2 separate regions of the Anser cygnoides genome follow, and region 2 is linked to region 1. Evidence: chromatin contacts called from public Hi-C data. All regions are on one chromosome and are shown on one strand. The core of a region is the stretch at or near the end of the contact, and the rest is flanking DNA. Distances in the headings are between cores, read along the strand shown.

What was found. Hi-C and Micro-C count contacts between places; a contact is called where the count stands out from the background.
Region 2: a contact with region 1 is called in a Hi-C map of liver, with 1.8 times the contacts expected there. The contact joins two enhancer-like sites. A contact is called at or near these places in 2 of 7 Hi-C or Micro-C datasets (both in liver).

What each region holds. Positions count from the first base shown.
Region 1 is chr16:10,339,221-10,344,963 of Taihu_goose_T2T_genome, reverse strand. All of the region lies in intron 1 of HNF4A (hepatocyte nuclear factor 4 alpha), which reads right to left. LOC136786489 (a long non-coding RNA gene) reads left to right here. Exons shown (of 5, transcript XR_010825329.1): 2 at 2,279-3,082. Among named protein-coding and RNA genes, the nearest start is that of HNF4A, 12 kb to the right of the region's middle. Within about 2 kb of position 3,418, at least 1 of the 3 cell types and tissues checked has open chromatin away from gene starts, as enhancers often do. A contact at or near this core is called in liver, where this site is marked.
Region 2 is chr16:10,611,713-10,618,023 of Taihu_goose_T2T_genome, reverse strand. The region is part of intron 9 of STK4 (serine/threonine kinase 4); the gene reads right to left. Among named protein-coding and RNA genes, the nearest start is that of TOMM34, 19 kb to the right of the region's middle. Within about 2 kb of position 3,818, at least 2 of the 3 cell types and tissues checked have open chromatin away from gene starts, as enhancers often do. A contact at or near this core is called in liver, where this site is marked.

The DNA of each region.
Region 1 (5,743 bases), core at 2,169-4,668:
AGCCACCCGGTGTCAGACACACCCCGGCCCCGCTTTGACTGACACGTCTTAAAAGTTTCATTGGGCGTTTTACAGCTCAGCGGGGCTTTGCTCTGCGGTGTGGAGTTTCCTTCTGTGGGTTCAACCTCCGCTGCCTTACAGGCCTCCAGCCTGCCGGCATGGCCGACACCTCGGGGCAGACCCCGGGGGCACACAAGCGGCAGAGCTCGTGCTCGCCGAGCCCCGGCTCACCCAGGGCATGTCAGCCCTCTCCGGGACTGACAAGTTCCAGTGTAATTTGCAGCACCTAAAAATGCAAGATCAACAAGCAGGTATTTAATTGATCACTGAATGGCGTCAGCTGGATTGCTCAGGAAAACAAGCAACTGATGATTCAGTATCAGTTTGCTCTGCACTGGAAACATCCCTGATTTCACAATCGGCTGGGTCCACGCTGCCAATTCGGGATTGAAACATGTTTGTATTTGTGCCTCCTGGGTGCACCAATACAGCCCCGGCTCCATGAGCCATCCTCACCACGGTGGCTATATTAGGATGTATGTAGCACTTCCAAATAGCACTTTTACCTTTGGGCGACAGATCTGCAGGAGCAAAGCGGGGAACAGGGGAAAGCCCCTGATTTCCTATTTGGGACTGGCGACAAGTGATCCTTTTCTGCAGGGGAAACAGTCCTCTGCTCTGTGCTCTCAAGAGACAGGCTGGACCCTCTCTGCACTCACGTGGCTGGCTGTACTTTCATTCGGCAGGAACAGTCCTGGGCTAAAAATGAATTTAATGATGTGCACCAGGGTGTAGATGGTAAGGTGGAGTGTAGCCCTGCTGTGGCCTCATTTCAGGGCCCTCCGTCCCAGTCCTGCTCGGGCCACAGTGATCCCTTTGATTAGATAAATGCTACAGACACTAGGTCAAATATGTGCAGGATTTGCCGCGGTGTCTAGTAAAATATCATAAAAGCATGGTCTGTTCTGCTCTGTTCAGCAAAACAAGCCTTTTGCTTAAATAGCCTGCTGACAAAATAGGGCTGCAAAGGCCGTTTGCTTCTAGGGCAGGAAGGATTAAGAGGGCCGGGAATAGAAGACGGGGAGGCAGCGTGTGTGTGAGAGAGGCAGATAAGGAGCGGGGAAGTTTGGAGAGCATTAGGTGGCTCACGAGGCAGGGAGCTGTCAATGGGACGTGGAGCTTTCCGTCCGCAGGCTTGTGTTGACTGTTGTTTTCTCGTTACCGGTGTCCTCTGCCTGGTGCACCCTCACAAAGCTCGTCTTAGCACAGAGGTGAAGGACCAGACCACCAAGGACACCGCGCACTTCCTTTGCCCCGGGGATGGGCTCATGGCACGGGGCCGAGCCCCCAGCTGGAAATGCGTCTGCTGCAGGAGGCTGATGTCCCCCTGGGGACAGGCTGCCTGGGGAGTCCTTGTCTCTGTCTGACATCCCTGCACGGTGGTTTTTTGGGACAGCTGGCAAATGTAGTCATGGCCTATAGTAGTTAACAGGTCCACAATGGCCTGCAGCTGTTTTAGGGTGGAGATGTGCTGACTTGAAGCTGGTTTGGAGGCTGATTTGAACATTTCTGCCCTACGGAAGATGTTTGGGGTTTTTCTATTTGAGGTAGAGACAACTCTAAGCTGGCAATCAACTGGGAACAGCCTGTTTGTCCTCGCTGGGCTGCCAGGATGTAAACCCAGGGGAAGGCAGGGTGTGCTCCAGGGCCACAAGCATGGCTGGAAGAGCACCCAGGGCTGGCATGTCCCGTAGGAAGGAAAGGACATTTTAGAGGGGCTTTATCAATGCACTACAGGCACGGAGGGACCCCATGCTGTATCCCAAGCAGAGCCCTGGTAAAGCAAAGGCTGTTCCAAGCCAGGTGCTCAGGCATATTTCAGCTTTCAGGCCATCTCCTTCTCCCTTTTCTGTCCCCTCCACCCATGCCAGAAGATGTCTGCAAAGGAAAATTTTACAGCTTCAGGCCATGAAGCCTTCTGCACTAAGTAATTATTTAATTTTTATCAGTTGAGCAATAAATCCTTCAGCCTTTTTCCCCTCTAGCACCTCATGACACTAATTCTGCCTTATCTGTATGTCTTTGGCAAATTAATCTAAAGCAAAAGGGGATTCCCTGAAAATAAGATCTATGTCTTTCAGTAAATGAGGATGGGGAATAGACTCTGTAATAGAGCATTTATGGGAAGGATACCATCAGCTTCCACGCTTGCTAGCTCTTTATGTCAAGTGGGTGAGCAGGCTCCTTTCACAGGGCTCCTCCTGCCCTTCTTGCACAGAGTGTTGTAGGATCAAGAGGCAATTCAAGCTGAAAGGGACCTCAGAAATCTCCGATCCAGCCTCCTGCTCAGAGCAAACCTTTGGGTTTCCCTGTTCCAGCTCTGCACTCTCAGGAAATCCCTGGCAGAAGTGCCAGTGCCCGGAGCCAGCGGGACAAACCTCGCAGAACGCTGGCGATGCTTCTGCTGCCACTTGGCAGCCACCGCTCCAGATCGCTCCTACCGTGTCACTCCACAACTGGAGTGGCTTTTCCTTGGCAAGCAAGTGAAGTAGAGCTGGGCTCCGGGTCTGAAATCTCTCCAGTCCAGGAAAGCCCTGAACAAGGTCAGGGCTTCACAGCCAGCCCCAGGGCCGCTGCTCGGGGACCGCACCGGCAAAACCCACCGCAGTATCGCCAAGTCAAGCTGGTGGGGAAGCACAAAGCTGAGGTGCAAGACGAAGACCAAAAGTCCCAGGGGAACGTCGCCAGCACAGTCATCTCCACACATGCAAAGGTCCCTTCTGCTTTTTTTTTTTTCCCCTTTGAAATTTCAAATTCCAGTTTGTGGACAAAGTCCTGCCTATCTGAGAATATAGATCTCCGACCACTGACCAAACTCCACTCCAAGCAGTCCTGAGGGCTGCGTTTCCCCTTGCCCACGGATGCCTCCACTCAGTCCCTGGATCTGCCAGGATCTCACCGAAACTTTTGCACCAGAACAGAGCGCTCATACTTGCAGAAAGTGGATTTTGCGCGTTTGAACCTTATCTTCAGTATCTTCCTTTCTGAACGCGGAATGGGAAGGACCATCTGTAATAACCAGGTAGGAGCCTTATCACCTGCAATTCATTTGGGCAGCCATAGAAAATGAGAAGGTGAAACAAGGGCTTCCATTGTGCTTATACTAGCAATTTTAGCTCATCATTTAAATTAGGGAAGGGGGAAAAAAAAGGCAGCTTCAGAAGGGATGGAAAACACGAGGGCACATTAGCTCTTGGAGGCAAAGCCACTCCATATGGTTAACTGATAACTCCAATTTGCCTCTTCCCTCTCATCTTTTCTGATTCTCCTGATTAAGCTCAATTTATTCTCATGCTAATCATTTCTTGACCTGTTTATTCTGCATTAAAAAATTAACAGAGAGCAGTTTACTGCATGACTTGTTCACACAGAAATGCTACAGATTAGCAGGCAGGCTTTAAGCCTCAACGCAAGACTTTTGGGTGAAGCACCCAGTCTGCACAGCTCGAGGATGAGGTTTTTTTCCTGTTTTTAAAGAACAGCTTTTTCTAAAGTCAATATAAATCCCCCTGCCTTCGTGCCTTAAGTATATTTGCTCTGTGGCTATTTCCAAAGGGGAAAGATAAAGCCAAGGGCTAGTGTTTTGTCAGACTTTCTGTAAACAGGGATATTTAGGCCACACTGTCAAGCCCCTTTGCCTTCTACTGCAGAGAGTCATGACTTACGGGGCAGAGCTGCCGGCGTGTTAATAAGCAGCTCCAAGGAATTTGCAGGGGCTGCGGGGGACTGCAGGTCAGCGCAGCTGAAACAAGCCCCGAGTCGAAGCAGAGGATCTTCGTTTAAGCTCCAGGCAATCATCTGGCTGACACACGGACAGGTGTCAGTCCCCAAAACGTCCACGGCAGCAGAGAGGAGTCTCCAGGAAAACAGATCATTAACCAGAAGCTGTTTAGGGTCTGTCTGCCCCTTGCCAGCACCATGCAGCACATCCCTGCCCTGGCAAAACGCACAGAAGAGCCCTTGGTGGGGCATGGCTCACCCGGGAAGCGGATCAGATCCGGCCCCAGCAGGTGACCACAGCAACATGTCAGAGTGAGATTTGTGCCCTGGGGAAGATGCGGGCGTTTTGTTCAATGACAAATTCTCCCCAGTGCTGAAGTTCCTGTAGCTGTGGTTGGGACAGATGTTGTTCGGAGGCCTTGGGGCAGTGCTGCTGTGTCAGCTGGGACGCTGCACAGGACAGTGCAATAGCTAAGGCAGCAGCTCCCGAGCAGACGCCGGGCACGTTGCCACTGGTGAGCCGTGGGACATGCAGCAGTGCTTAGGGCTCCCCGGCACAGCTACGGAGGATGCAGACAGCTTCGCTGCAAACTCGGGTTATTTTTCACTGGTGCAAAATTTGTGAAAGGTAGCCAAACCAACCCGAACAGTCCAGGCCCCCAGGACATAAAATCACTGTACAGTGAACCAAGGCGATTTTTGGACGTGTGCTTCAAAGGATGCAGACGACTCTGCTTGAAATCGTCTCCAAAAGCAACATGTGCATTTCAGCCGAAGCTGGGATGGATGTTGGAGCTGGAGGCAACCAATGGAGCTAAAATAAATAGCTGCTATGTGAAAGCGGCAAAAAAAGAACTGCAAACACGGGGACAGACAGAGCATTTCGGCATATACTGCTTTAGCGATAACACCGTGCGTGCCTTTCATCCCGGGATCAGAAAGGGGTTTATTATGCTGACTAACAAAGGCTCTGAGCACTTGAGGAAGTAATTATTGGTACTCTTAGGAGCTGTTGTTTTGCAAGGACAGTAGAAACAAAGAAAGTTGGAGCTGTTTTCAACATGGCAGCTGCCCTCAGAAATGTCAGTGCATTTGCCTATCTTGTTTGTATTTGCAATCGCTCTGGCTACATGGCAGCCCTCGAGAACGGTGTCTGCGTGTCGGTAGTCACAAGCGTGTGCTTCTGGCTCTGAAAATCTGGCCGGTGTGTTTTTGCACAAAATCAAGCAACGAGCCCAAGCGAGGAAGAGGAACTATTAATTTCATCTTATCCCATCACACCGCGGCCTGCAGCTTGGCCCAAGTTACAGCATCCACCTCCGATTCCTGCTGCCCCACCCAAATCCCTATAATCTGTGACCATTGCGTCAGATCCCAAACACAACCGAACGGAAACCCGGAAGCTTTCCAGCAAAATACTCTCCTGCCTGCTCAGGAGGAAATCAAGAAAAGCTCCAGAGCCACCTTGCCACGTGACGGTCCAGATTCACGGTCTGCGTTGGCAGCTGCTCAGCCCGAATCCCAACCATTTCAGCCCCAATCTGTAGGGGAACAGAAGCCGTGGGGAAGCAGCGGCACTGGAAGGAAAGTTTGCTGTCAGATTTTCTGCAGAGCTGTGTTCAGCAGGGAGCAAGGAGCACCTATCGCTCCGTGCCTTGCCAGCTCACACATTTAGCGTGACAGGGAGCTTGGCAGCACACGCCTGGACCTTTAGAGAACTTGTTCAATAGGTGAATGCGATCCCTTTGGAATTGAAGTAATCCTATAGTTTCCCAGGGTAAAAGATCCCTACACAGCCTATGGCCTGGCAGACAACCCGGGCTGTCCGTGCACCCCTGCCAGCTGTTTGCAGCGCTTTTAGGTTTCATTGACTTTATACCCGATGTTCCTTCTACACATGGAACAGCCCCAGAATTGATCCAGCCGGTGGAGAAATAGGCTGAGGAGGAGAACAGCCAAAATC
Region 2 (6,311 bases), core at 2,569-5,068, 270 kb before region 1:
CATCCCAGCCGGGCTGCAGGCATTCGCAGAACACGCCAAGTTCTAAAACCAAACAGGATCACTTTACAAGCAGAAACTCACCTTTATATTTATGAATGGAATGGTACAAAAAACAGGCTTTCAAAGGCCACGTTTGCCAAACAAATTTCATAATTTGTCTCGGGTAGGAGTAGTTAAAGTCTACACTTCTCGGGCAGAAAGGATTAATTAGTTTGCTAAGCTGTTTTCTTTTTATAAACAGTAAGCTATCAAGTTGACTGTCCTGGTTTTCGTTCTGTAAGTTAATTCCTCTGTACACAATTTCTTACTGCATTACTTGAATAAGCCACAAATATAGAGTAACCATTCAATTTTAGACCATGTTTAAGAAACTTGTCGCAATAAGAAATAAGTAAAGATACAAAGGGAGATAGGGGAGTCTCAGTAACCTGAATACAAATGCCTTGATTTTCAGGAGGAGGCCTCCTGAGCACCATTCTCAGTGACAGAGTTCACTCAGACAGCAGAAGTAAGATACAGCCACAAAGCTTCAGCACAACTAGATTTACACAACTCTAGTTTTTTCTCTAGAACTACCACGAGTGCAACAACGGGAAGAGCGCTGCTGGCCCACTAAAAGCAACGAGCAGTAACACTACAGTCCCACAGGTAAGCAGGAACGTCATGCGGTTGGTGGGATTATGGATACCAGCACTAACTCTTCCCATCTTCCTTCAGCCTTCACACCACCCGAATCTCTGCTCGTGTCGTTTAAGTGCCATTACACCACACGAATCAAGCGAACGGGCTTCCACGGCTGAAGGCAGAAAGGCCCGACCCTACGTTCAGAGATGGCGGCGCCTCCCCGCTGTGTGGGCCCGGTGGGTGCCAGGAGCGGCGCCGGCCTCGGCTGCAGGGCACAAAGCAGCACGAGGTGAGGGGGGATGATGCTGATTCCAGGCAGAGACAGGATAAAAGCCAATACGGGAAGAGAAGACAGCATTTAAGATCACAGAGAATCGAGACTGAAGGACCTTCAGCATTTCCACAGGGGGATTTCTTTACTAGCTCAGCTGGCACAGCATCAAACGCTGCCCAGACTACACTCACCTAAAACCGGCCTGCGAGCTGCAGCGAGCATCTCGTGGTCTCGATCTGAACGAAAAGGCAGGCTAGCACAGAAAATATGTTTTAACGGTGGTGCACCACAAGACCACAACAGCTGCAAATGCAGTTAAAGACTACTTATAAGTTAATGCCACTGGGCTGCTCTTCGTAATAAAATGCCTCGCAAAAACCTGTCAGCGTAATCGAAAGCGAGCACTGTGACAATACCGAGTGAAATGGTTTAGTTCCCATAAAATATGGTTCTCTAGACAGTGGAGTAGGTCCACCATACTTAAAACATGTATTTGGCCAATGCAGAAACCATTGTTTTTGGAAAGCAGGATCGGGAATCAGCACCCACACAACACTTTTCACCCAACAGTTATCCTAGGATAACTAGTGTTAACTAGGATATCCTAGTGTTAACCGAACGTGGCATCCACATCGCCAAACACGCACCTCACTCTGGGCTGGGAAATAAGTTCCCTGTCGAATGCCATACAGCTGAAATAAATCTGATCTGTCCGGCAGGCAGACAACCACAAGTTTAGAGCTGCGGACTTACACAGGGAAAACAAAGCGGTCCCGAGTGGTTCGCTAGCTCTGCCTGACGCAGAGAGTCTCCCCTCAGGGTGTGCACAAAGTTGATCACAAAGAGGACTCCCGGATTCTAAGGCACTTGGCAGTGCCTTCCCCTTGAAAAAATAAAATAAAATAGCTACTCTGGAAACCCATTAAGATTTAATCACAGAATATTATTCTTGAACGTAAAATCGCCATCCAGTGATGCAGAACTTCACAGGCAGACTCTGCCCGATCCTCAGACAAGTGTACAAATTCCTCAGTCAGCTATTAGATAACTGAGGAATTTATTTTTCTACATGTTAAAGGGGACAAATTTCTGCAAAGTGCGACAACTCTTGGCAGGACATTTGGGTTGTGATACCGAGAGAAGCTGGGTTCTACACACTCCAAACATCACGATGAATCTTGAAAGAGCACTGCATCCTACTGCCTTCAAGGGTCGGCTGAAAGCTCAGGCACAAACCAAGATGCTTAATCTTTTGCACCATAAAAAGCAGGAGCAAAGGCAAATCATTCTACCCCCGGCAGTAGTTCCCTTAAAAAAAAAATCACACCAAAACACCAGCTAATACAGAATTAGTTCAAGAAAGACATCTTCAGACAGAGACTGCGTGAAGGTCAGTCAGGAAATATCTGTGAAGGGGAGAACAGATTTGCTATTGGGAATAATTACTGAAATACAATAGCAATCCAATTACAGCTAAGTGATAAAACATTTATTTAGAATGAAGTAAATACACCACTTGCATTCTGTTGCAGTCCAGCCTGTTTGAAGCAGGGGATAAGTTGTTCATGTTATGGCCAATCGTGGCAATGTTTAACACTGACAAATTTTGTAAAAATAAATGAATTCCTACCTAGGCTAATCTATACACAGCTTGCGGAGCGATAGCTTAGGTCTCAAATTGAATCCTGGCTTCCTAGATAAAAAGGCATCTAAATTAAGCTTGCACTGTATGTTTTGAAAACAATTGTTTGCACAGGAGAATCTGAAAGCAAATGCTTCACACAGATGACAGTGGCTAACTCATTTTCTTTAAGACTGTTCACTTGTACCAGAGAGTAATTGTCTCACTTAATCACACGCGTTTCCCCACATTTTGTATTTTACCAACAGCTGCAATACTTGTAAATGTCATCTATTGAACAACCTATTGCAGCGTGAGCAAATTATCAAAAGCCATATCCAGCCACCGTAGGCCTTTTGAGCACATGCTACAATCTACATTCAATTTTGGCCACTGATTTTAGCACGTTTATAGACATCCACATCTAAAGTTACATTTAAAAAAAAAAAAAAAGAAGTTACTGACAAAGAACGGAAAAAGATAATACACAATGGAAAAGATCTAGAATACAGATCAAAATATCTGAAATTTTAGCTGCTGTTCTGATCTCAGCTGGGGTACATATACAGCGAGACTGACAGAAACGCTCCTGGAGACGGAAACGCATTACCCAAAATCAATTATCATCCCAGCACGACTGGGTTTCTTTTTGTCAGTCTTGGCACTTAAAGCAGCGTCATCTTTCCGAAGATGATCTGCTATTAATTCAACGCAAGAGTCACACCACTATGTCTTTAAGATTTTGATAACAGGCAGCCGAAGACAAAAATCGATCAGTGCTATTTGCAGAATCAGGTGCTGCTGAGATGACACGGCACTAAGCTGCTCTGTGCCAAAAAGCATTTAAGTTCCCAGGTTTATCGGGTTAGACTAAAATACAAATATTTGACAGAAAGTGAGATCACAGCTGTGGCAGAGATAAGCCTTTTATTAGAAGGTCACCCTGCAGTGACAAGAAAAGGTTCCGAAACGAACGCGTGGAGAACCCTAAGAGTTGCTTATAGGGTTGAGCCACGAGAGCTCTCTGAAGCTGTTAATGGCCTACCACGGGGACGTGCGGTCATCTTTTAGGAGCTGTATTAATTACACAAATGGAACGCCACGGCTCTGCTGGAGCTGCTCCAGCTGACTGCAGAACTGCAGGTCTGGGCTAGCCGCACAGAGCAGCAGGAGCTCACAGGGCCACTCGTACTTTGGCCTTGCGGTAAAGGACAAGCCCTCTGCAGAGACCTCCCAAGTGCTGCCCAGCGCAAATTCATGTTCAGAAAACTCTAAGAAAAACATCAACATCATTATGGGTGAAATAGAAAAGATGTGAAACTGGTGGGCCCAAATAAATGGTGAACCACAGATATCTCCTTGTATTGTGACACAATTTTAAAGCAGCACTGTGCTCAGCTTACTACTGATTTCAGTACTGCAGAGCCACGTCCAGCCACATGCACCACACACACTGGGACAGCCCTTAACCAACGAAGAGCCCAGACAAGCCAAAAGATCATGCTGGGCACTGCAAGAAGCCAGCAAGGCAGCATCAGCAAACAGCCAGTGGCCTCGGCATACCTGATCCTCTCCTTTGCCAGGCTACAGCAAGGACAAGTTTTAAGGAATGTGAGAAAACTCTAACAACAAATGTCCTTCCTCCCAAAAAATCACCTGCCTGAACTCGAGGGAAGGGATGAGATCAGTCTTAGAGGCTGATTGCAGCACAGAGACCTCCTCACACCGAGCAAGAGAGGACAAAGGGGGTGTGGAGAGCCTTCAAGGCATTTATACTTCCCTATGATGCTGCAGAGAAAAGGGGAATGATAAAGAAGAAACAGCACAGCCAGTCACACCAGCACAAGATTTAGCTTGTTCTTCCACCAGTAAAGAATGTCACTGAAAGCAAATCATTCGGTATCATCTAGTCCCAGAAATCAAAGCAACTCATTTGGTTGATTTTGTCAAATTAGCTCTCACGACTGAAAATTTTCAGAAGTTCATGAACTTCAAAGGAAACCTTCAAAAGGGAAGTGGAACTTGCACAACCTCTCTATCTAACTGAAGGAGCTTGCTGAGTAATGAAACTATAATTTCTGCTTTTCTAAGATTATTCTTCTCTACTCGACAGCAGAAGAATCCTTGTTTTGTGATTTTTCCTCTTCAAAGCGATTGCTATCATCGAGCCAGGGTGAGCTCTAGAATCACAGAGCCTGTCACGAGAAAGAAACAACCTCAGGAGCACGTTTTGTGTGCTCCTTACTCCAGTCACTTAAGTTAATACAGTGTTATTTAAAATACCTATTCTTGAAGCCACGGTGAGAGATTTCCTCCCTTCTCTCACAAAAATTGGAGCTACACCGGTGACTGGGAGCAGTCGGATCACACTACAAACATGTTTGAACTACGGCTGCATCTAGCAGTAGATTTTAAGAACCAGCAGCCATACCAGATTGGGTAAGGGGAACATTCATCTACGAAGAAGGTAATTTAAATCAACAACCATGAAGTGATGAATTACTACACTAGCAATATCACATTAAAAAAAATCAGACACTTGGTACAAGAATACAAATTTGTCAGGATTCCAGGAAGCTGCAATCTTTAGGAAGGCAACTGTCCTCGGCTTTGGAAGATACCTGCATTTTAAGAGGATTTCAGGAGCAACAAGATCACATTTTTTTCAAATCGACTCACTTGTGCTAGGAAAGAATTATGAATGCCCTAAGCAAAGCTCAGGGAGATCCACCCCTATGAGCAGGAGCTCCAAACCAAGCTCTGCAGAGGCACGGTGAGCACTCATGTTAACCCTAAAGTAAGCACCACCATTGCTGCCTTTTGTCAGACATAAGGCCAGAGAGGGTCCCCTGGGAGAAGCAGTTTCTGCTGTCATATACAAAATTATAGAGTCCTTTTCACTGAGGGATCAAGAGCCATTGTAAAGCAACTGTTTTGTTTTGTCCTTGCTGTCGACAGGCTTGCTGTTCCGCTAGAGCCATAAACCCTCTCACCTTCGGTCTAAAGTTTATTGCTAGCTTGTGTACTTGCACTTGTTCTCGAGAGAGCCTCAGCTCTCAGGCGTTCAAAACGTTAGTCTCTACACTACTCACCCACCCCTCCTTGCCTTTTTTTTTTTTTTTTTTATAGTTCTTGTACCTATTTTCATCCTTCATTTTGGTGGTTTAAATAAACAGAGATCTTCCACTGACTCTCATTTAACAAGCTTAGTCCCCAGTAATCTTCATAAAGTTCCCCTCTGCCTGCTTTAGTTTGAATTATGTAACTCTAAGACTCAAATTGCTCATGTATTTAGGATGCACAAAACAGTACCCGATGATTATGTGCAAGCAACACTTCATTAATATTAAAATTTCAAATGGAACCGTAGTTTTATTTGCTTCAGGCTATTTCTCTGAGATCACAGATGAACTTTAACAGCTGGACAGCATAATTTGTACAGTATGAACAGGACTGAGTCATTTTATACAGCAGAGCAGAGAGATGCCAATTTATTCAACCAGAGCAAAAAGTGCTCCATCATTAATGAATTCAACTCATGGCAACAGAAGCTGAGATTTCCTCACATTAAAAGCAGACCACATAACGCTTGGTACATACTGAAGATTATGAGGACGAGACTTCCCATAATTACAGCCTATCTCAAATTAAATCAAAGCAGAACATGCCTGACAGGTCCTGCTATTAAGAAGGAGCTCCTAAATGACCACCAAAATCAATGCTGGGTATCCTAACTAATCCTCTTTTAATGAACGTGAGGCATCGGAGACATCGAAGGAAGAGCACCAGCAC